2 separate regions of the Pan troglodytes genome follow, and region 2 is linked to region 1. The links are chromatin contacts, called in public Hi-C maps. All regions are on one chromosome and are shown on one strand. The core of a region is the stretch at or near the end of the contact, and the rest is flanking DNA. Distances in the headings are between cores, read along the strand shown. Region 1 overlaps BSND (barttin CLCNK type accessory subunit beta). Region 2 has its middle 7.1 kb from the start of TRNAK-CUU.

What was found. Hi-C and Micro-C count contacts between places; a contact is called where the count stands out from the background.
Region 2: a contact with region 1 is called in a Hi-C map of induced pluripotent stem cells, with 2.0 times the contacts expected there. The contact joins two enhancer-like sites. A contact is called at or near these places in 5 of 7 Hi-C or Micro-C datasets (blood, induced pluripotent stem cells, a lymphoblastoid cell line and 1 more).

What each region holds. Positions count from the first base shown.
Region 1 is chr1:175,963,898-175,966,878 of NHGRI_mPanTro3-v2.0_pri, reverse strand. It overlaps BSND (barttin CLCNK type accessory subunit beta), which reads left to right. Exons shown (of 4, transcript XM_016919195.4): 4 at 1-2,981. Among named protein-coding and RNA genes, the nearest start is that of BSND, 14 kb to the left of the region's middle. Within about 2 kb of position 1,623, at least 1 of the 24 cell types and tissues checked has an H3K27ac peak or open chromatin away from gene starts, as enhancers often do. A contact at or near this core is called in induced pluripotent stem cells, where this site is marked.
Region 2 is chr1:176,024,365-176,027,317 of NHGRI_mPanTro3-v2.0_pri, reverse strand. No RefSeq gene overlaps it. Among named protein-coding and RNA genes, the nearest start is that of TRNAK-CUU, 7.1 kb to the right of the region's middle. Within about 2 kb of position 1,522, at least 12 of the 24 cell types and tissues checked have an H3K27ac peak or open chromatin away from gene starts, as enhancers often do. A contact at or near this core is called in induced pluripotent stem cells, where this site is marked.

The DNA.
Region 1 (2,981 bases), core at 374-2,873:
ACCTGTATATTTGTCAGCGTGGCATGGCTGCCTGCCTCCCGTTGAAGGGCTGCATCTTGACTTTACTCACCTTGAGATCGCCTGTGCCCAGATGGGCCTTTGGCCTGGCCCAGAATCGGTGGTCATCAAGGGTGTACAGAACTCACCAGGACCCAGGAACCTGTTGCAGATAAAATCACTCTCCCCCACGTTCCCAACTTTTAGACTCACAGCCCTCTTATTTCCCAGCATTCAAACTTCTAAATGGCCTGTATGTATTCACAAAGCAGGCAAAAAGCCCCCGGAGGAACACCACCCCCACCCCTGCCTCTGGAATACATTTGCTTTGACTTGGAATTGTAGGTGAAATTCATCTTCCTGGCCTACTTCGGTTTGAATCAGTTGGCTAGCCAGGTGCGGTGGCTCATGCCTGTAATCTGAGCATTTTGGGAGGCTAAGGTGGGTGGATCACTTGAGGCCAGGAGTTGGAGAGCAGCCTGGGCAACATAGCGAAACCCTATCTCTACTAAAACTACAAAAATTAGCTGGGCATGGTGGTGCACGCCTGTAGTCTCAGCTACTTGGGAGGCTGAGCTGGAGGATTGCTTAAGCACAGGAGATGGAAGTTGCAGTGAGCCGAGATCGCACCGCTGCACTCCGGCCTGGGTGACAGAGTGAGACCCTGCCTCAAAACAAAACAATTGGAATTGGATGGCATTTAGTGAGCATCTACTATATGCCAGATATTGAGCTGTGATCTCTAGGGGTAAAGAGACATGAACTACTGACACCGTCCTTGCCTTCAGAGGGCTCACAATCTAGTGAGCTTGATTTCTGTGAGTGCAGAGCAGAAGCTGAGGTGGGAACAGAGAAGTAAAAAATGGACACACCAGAGGCAGAAGAGTGACAGCCTCCCAGCTGTTTGGGGCAGTTGAGTATGGCGGGGAAATAGCTCAAGCGGTCTTTGCAGCCCCTGAAGACATCACTGTACCCTATTGAACCATCTCAGGGTGAAGCTATTGTTACGCTGATCCCTGCAACGCTTGCCTGTGCCCCAGCCCAGGATCCTGGCAGCTGCAGAGAAAATGGCAGTAACACTACCTCAAACCAGGACCACGCCCTCAGAGCCTGTACCCTGGGCCACCTGGGAGTCGGAGACCTTCACCTGGGCTATGGGGTTCTGGGTTGAGGCTGGGGTTCCCGGCCTAGGGGAGGGCTTCGGGTTGAGGCCGAGGGTCCTGGCCTAGGGAAGGAGATGCCCCTGTGTGCTGGGTTACAAGGTCATGGCCCTGGGAACACACTTCCTTTTCTTTCTGGGTCATTTCTGCCTCTGCAGTGAAGGATGCCACAGGGTACACCCTCTCTGCTGTCATGACTCAGGACAGGAGTTCCTGGTCACAGCTGAGTCTTCGGATGAGGTGAGGGGTAGCATGCTCCTGTGCTCTGTTGCCTAAGGCAGGGCAGCCTACAACCCACGTTGAAACAGCGTCAGCACTAAGGGCTAAAATAAAACTACTTTCAACATTTAAAGGGGTCATCTTCATTCACCTGCAAATTCTTTTCTTTAAAACCACCCCTTCCCTCGGGGCAGGATACGTGAGGCCTTACGCCTGACAGGCACCACAGGCCCTCTTCCGGAAGTAAGCCCTCACTGCAGTGGCATGACCATGGGGTGTGCTGTGTGGTGCTGAATCTCAGGAGTGATTCCCCACACCCCTGAACCACCACCGCAGTGGCTTTAGACTTAAACAAGAGCCTCTGGTTGCTGGGCCTGCCAGCAGGAAGATGGTAACCCTGTTCTAGAGTTAGCATCTGCAGGGGGCTTGGGGTAGTGGAGTGAGATGGTGAGACCCAGGCTTGGTCTCCCTGGCTCTTGCTGCATGATGGGGAGACCACACACCTGATCTGCCCAGGAAGGTCCCGGTTGACACCGACTGCCTCTGCTAAGTTATTAGGAGGCCCCTTTCACTCTCAAAGATACCTCATTTGGATGATACAATGTTACTTTACCTACTCTGTGACCTTTGACAAGTCTGGTTGCCTCTGTAGCCCTCAGCTTTCTCATGTGCAAATGACAGATGAAGTGCGCGTATCTTGGAATCTTGGAAGTGATGGGGGTGTTTGATGGGACCTATCTTGTCAATGCCCTGCAGCCAAAGACCACAGGGAGCACACCTCACCTGTGGTTAACAAGCTGGGTTTCTCCTTGCAGTAAGGGGGAATGAACACCACAGCGAACCAGGGGGAGTCTCTGAAAGAGGTATTAGAAAGGACTTGTTACTGGATTTGGGCCAGTGCTCGGTGGCTTGGCGAGGGTTTAAGAAGCAGGCCTTTGCTCTGAACCGGCTGCTGTCAGGAGGCAGGGCTCATTCTATGACTGGGTGTCTTCTTCAACCTTATCTAGGATAAAATAAAATCATAAAACACTGTGCTTCATGCCCCTGGCCTTGCCAACTTGCAGTCCCCTCTAAGAGCACCAGAGCCTCTGGGGCACCCCCTCTCCACTGGGAGAGGGGCAAGGTGCTGGTGAAGGTCCTGGGGAGAAGGCTGGGAGGCTCTGAAAGGGTCAGGAGGGGCCTTCTGGGGTGGCAAAGCCTGGGATTCTAGCGTTCAGCTCCAGGCTCCAGGTGTGTGTGCCAGGGTGAAAATTCCTGCTCTTGGTCACTCTCCTGTCAGGTTGGAGGGACTCTGGAAGTTTCCACCCTCTGGGGAGGGAAAGGCCCTGGAGGGATGGCCCCTGCCCTTAACTGGAAAGGGTGGGCAAGGGAAGGCAGGGGGCCCAGGGGCAGGGAACCTGGGCTCTGCCGACCGCTTGCCATGACCTTGGGTACATCACAGCCCTCCCTGGGCTCCTCTATTCTCTGTAAAATTGGGTGAGGGTGGGCAAGATTCCACTTCTGCTCCCAGTCCCTGAGCACTGTGTGCCTGTCACCATGCAAGACACCGTCACCCCTATTACCCTATCTAGTCCGTGAAACAGCCCTGGGGGACTGATCTGTCGA
Region 2 (2,953 bases), core at 273-2,772, 61 kb before region 1:
TCAAGGTGAGATATGGGTGGGATCACAGCCAAACCATATCAGATACTGAGGTGACAGGGCAGGGCCTGCTCTTTTGGAGCTCACCCTCTGCTCCCCTGCACATGCTGGCCCAGGAGCAGATCCTGCTTTAGGAGGTCTGAGGTGGGGTCGAGACTGTGGTCTCCAGACACACCTTGAGGAGCAAAGTTCTAGTGGCTATGAATTAAAGATCTTCTGGGTGCCAAACACGGGGCACTTAAAAAAAATAGCTTCCTTATGACTGGGTGTGGTGGCTTACACCTGAAATCCTAGCACTTTGGGAGGTTGAGGTGGGAGGATTTTTGAGGCCATGAGTTCAAGACCAGCCTGGGCAATATAGTAAGACTATGATTTAAAAATTAAAAAAAACTTCTTTACATTTTTTCTTTTTTGAGATGCAGTCTCGCACTGTCACCTGGGCTGGAGTGCAATGGCATGATCTCGGCTCACTGCAACCTCTGCCTTCCAGGTTCAAGCAATTCTCCTGCCTCAGCCTCCAGAGTAGCTGGGGTTACAGGTGCCCGCCACCACGCCCAGCTAATTTTTTGTATTTTTAGTAAAGACGGGGTTTCCCTATGTTGTCCAGGCTGGTCTCGAACTCCTGACCTCGCGATCTGCCTGCTTGGGCCTCCCAAAGTGCTGGAGTTACAGGCATGAGCCACCACGCCCGGTCATATATATTAGTTCTTATATTCCCTTTATATATCCATCTTGTACATTTTCCCTATTTTCCTCCCTTTTAGTCATGTCCTGGAGTTGGAAACTTGCCCTGGAGTGTTTCAACAAGGAAATTTCCATTGCTCGTATTTCCCTTCCAAAAGGTTGACTCTGATCACGGTGTGGAGAGCTGGTGCAGGCCTGTGAGTGGGGGGGGGCTTTGAAGCTGTCCAGGGCAGACATATTAGTGGCTTGAACTAGGACAATGAGCAAGAGGGAGAGAAAGGGAGGGATGCACAAGTTATTTAGGCGTGGTAATGGTGGGGCCGGGTGTAGGACGAGGAGGATCCCCGGGGGTGGAAGTGAATGTCATAGCTAGGCGCGTGGAACTGGGAGGAGGGAGCTGGAGCAGGGAGGGGGATGCGGCCCTCGCAGGAGCACAGGACATGGCTGCCCCTGGGATCAGCCTTGGCAGATGGCCAGACGGCCAGTGCTCAGCACAGAGCCTGGCATAGTGGCTGCGGAATGAGTGAAAGCTGAAGTTCTGGACCCTGAAAGAAGGAGGGAGAAGGAAGGGCATGGCAGGAACCACCAAGTAGGCAGCTTGACCACATCGTGCCTGAGAGTGCCTGACAGTGCCAGGTGCCTCGGCCCCGGGCCATGAACGATCGTTTGTGAGCCTTCTGAGCTGCAGGCGGGCGACTGAGAACAGCCTGGCGGGCTGAGCCCCTGGCCCTGAGGACGCAGCCGTGGATTTTTTCCCCTGTGGCTCACGGGGCCTGGGAAGCACAATGTCCTCCATTGCCGCAACTCCTCAATTAGACATGTGATGGCGGAACTCATCACTAGGTGGCGCTCATAGGCTTTTTGTATTTTTTCCCATCCTTCTGTGACAAAGCTGGGATTCTTGCTGTGTTGCTGAACAAACAGAACCCTGACTTAGCCTTCACAAGTTACGAAACTGACCCAAGGGCTGTGCTGTTTTCAATTCTACCATGCTGCAACTATCCCTCCCGCAGCCTGGGAAACAGGGTAGGATTCCAAGAATAAATAAAGGCCCTCCTTCAACAACCCCATGGCATCCGCCAGCCGCCTGATAGTGCCGGACTCTGACCAAGCGGTGAGACCTCGGGCAAGTCATTTTGCAACCGTCCAGTGGATTCACCTTGCCCGCTGCATAGACACAGCCGATTTATTAAGACAGGGGAATTGCAGCGGAGAAAGAGTAATTCATGCAGAGCCGGCTGTGCGGGAGACCGGAGTTTTATTATTACTCAAATCAGTCTCCCTGAGCATTTCGGCATCAGAGTTTTTAAAGATAATTTGGCAGGTAGGGGCTTCGGAAGTGGGGAGTGCTGGTTGGTGAAATTGGAGATGGAATCCTAGGGGGTCGAAGTGAGTTTTTCTTACTGTTTTCTGTTCCTGGGTGGGATGGCAGAACTGGTTGAGCCAGATTACCAGTCTGGGTGGTGTCAGCTGATCCATCGAGTGCAGGGTCTGCAAAATATTTCAAGCACTAGTCTTAGCTTTTACAATAGTGATGTTATCCCCAGGAGCAATTTGGGGAGGTTCAGACTGTTGGAGTCAGAGACTGCATGACTCCCTAAACGGTAATTTCTAATCTTATAGCTAATTTGTTAGTCCTGCACGGGCAGACTGGTCCCCAGGTGAGAAGGAGGTCTTTTCGGGAAAGGGCTATTATCAATTTTGTTTCAGAGTCAAGCCATGAGCTGAATTCCTTCCCAAAGTTAGTTCGGCCTACGCCCAGGAATGAACAAGGACAGCTTAAAGGTTAGAAGCAAGATGGAGTCGGTTAGGTCTGATTTCTTTCACTGTCATAATTTCCTCAGTTAAAATTTTGCAAAGGTGGTTTCAATTTAACCTCTCAGAACCAAGTTTTCTTCAAGTGGGAAATGGGGATAATAATCATTCCTCTCTTGTCCTGAGTTAAGACACATGTGAGAAAAAAAATCATAGAGTTCGTGGGAGAAGTAAGAGCAAACAGAAGCAGTACTGTCAGAAGCATTTGAACCAGAGCAACTCCATCTTGAATAGGAGCTGGGTAAAATTAGGCTAAAACCTACTGGCCTGCATTCCCAGATGGTTAGGCATTCTAAGTCACAGGATGAGATAAGAGGTCGGCACAAGATACAGGTAATAAAGACCTTGCTGATACAACAGGTTGCAGTAAAGAAGCCGGCCAAAACCCACTAAAACCAAGATGGCCATGAGAGTGACCTCTGGTCGTCCTCACCGCTACACTCCCACCAGCGCCGTG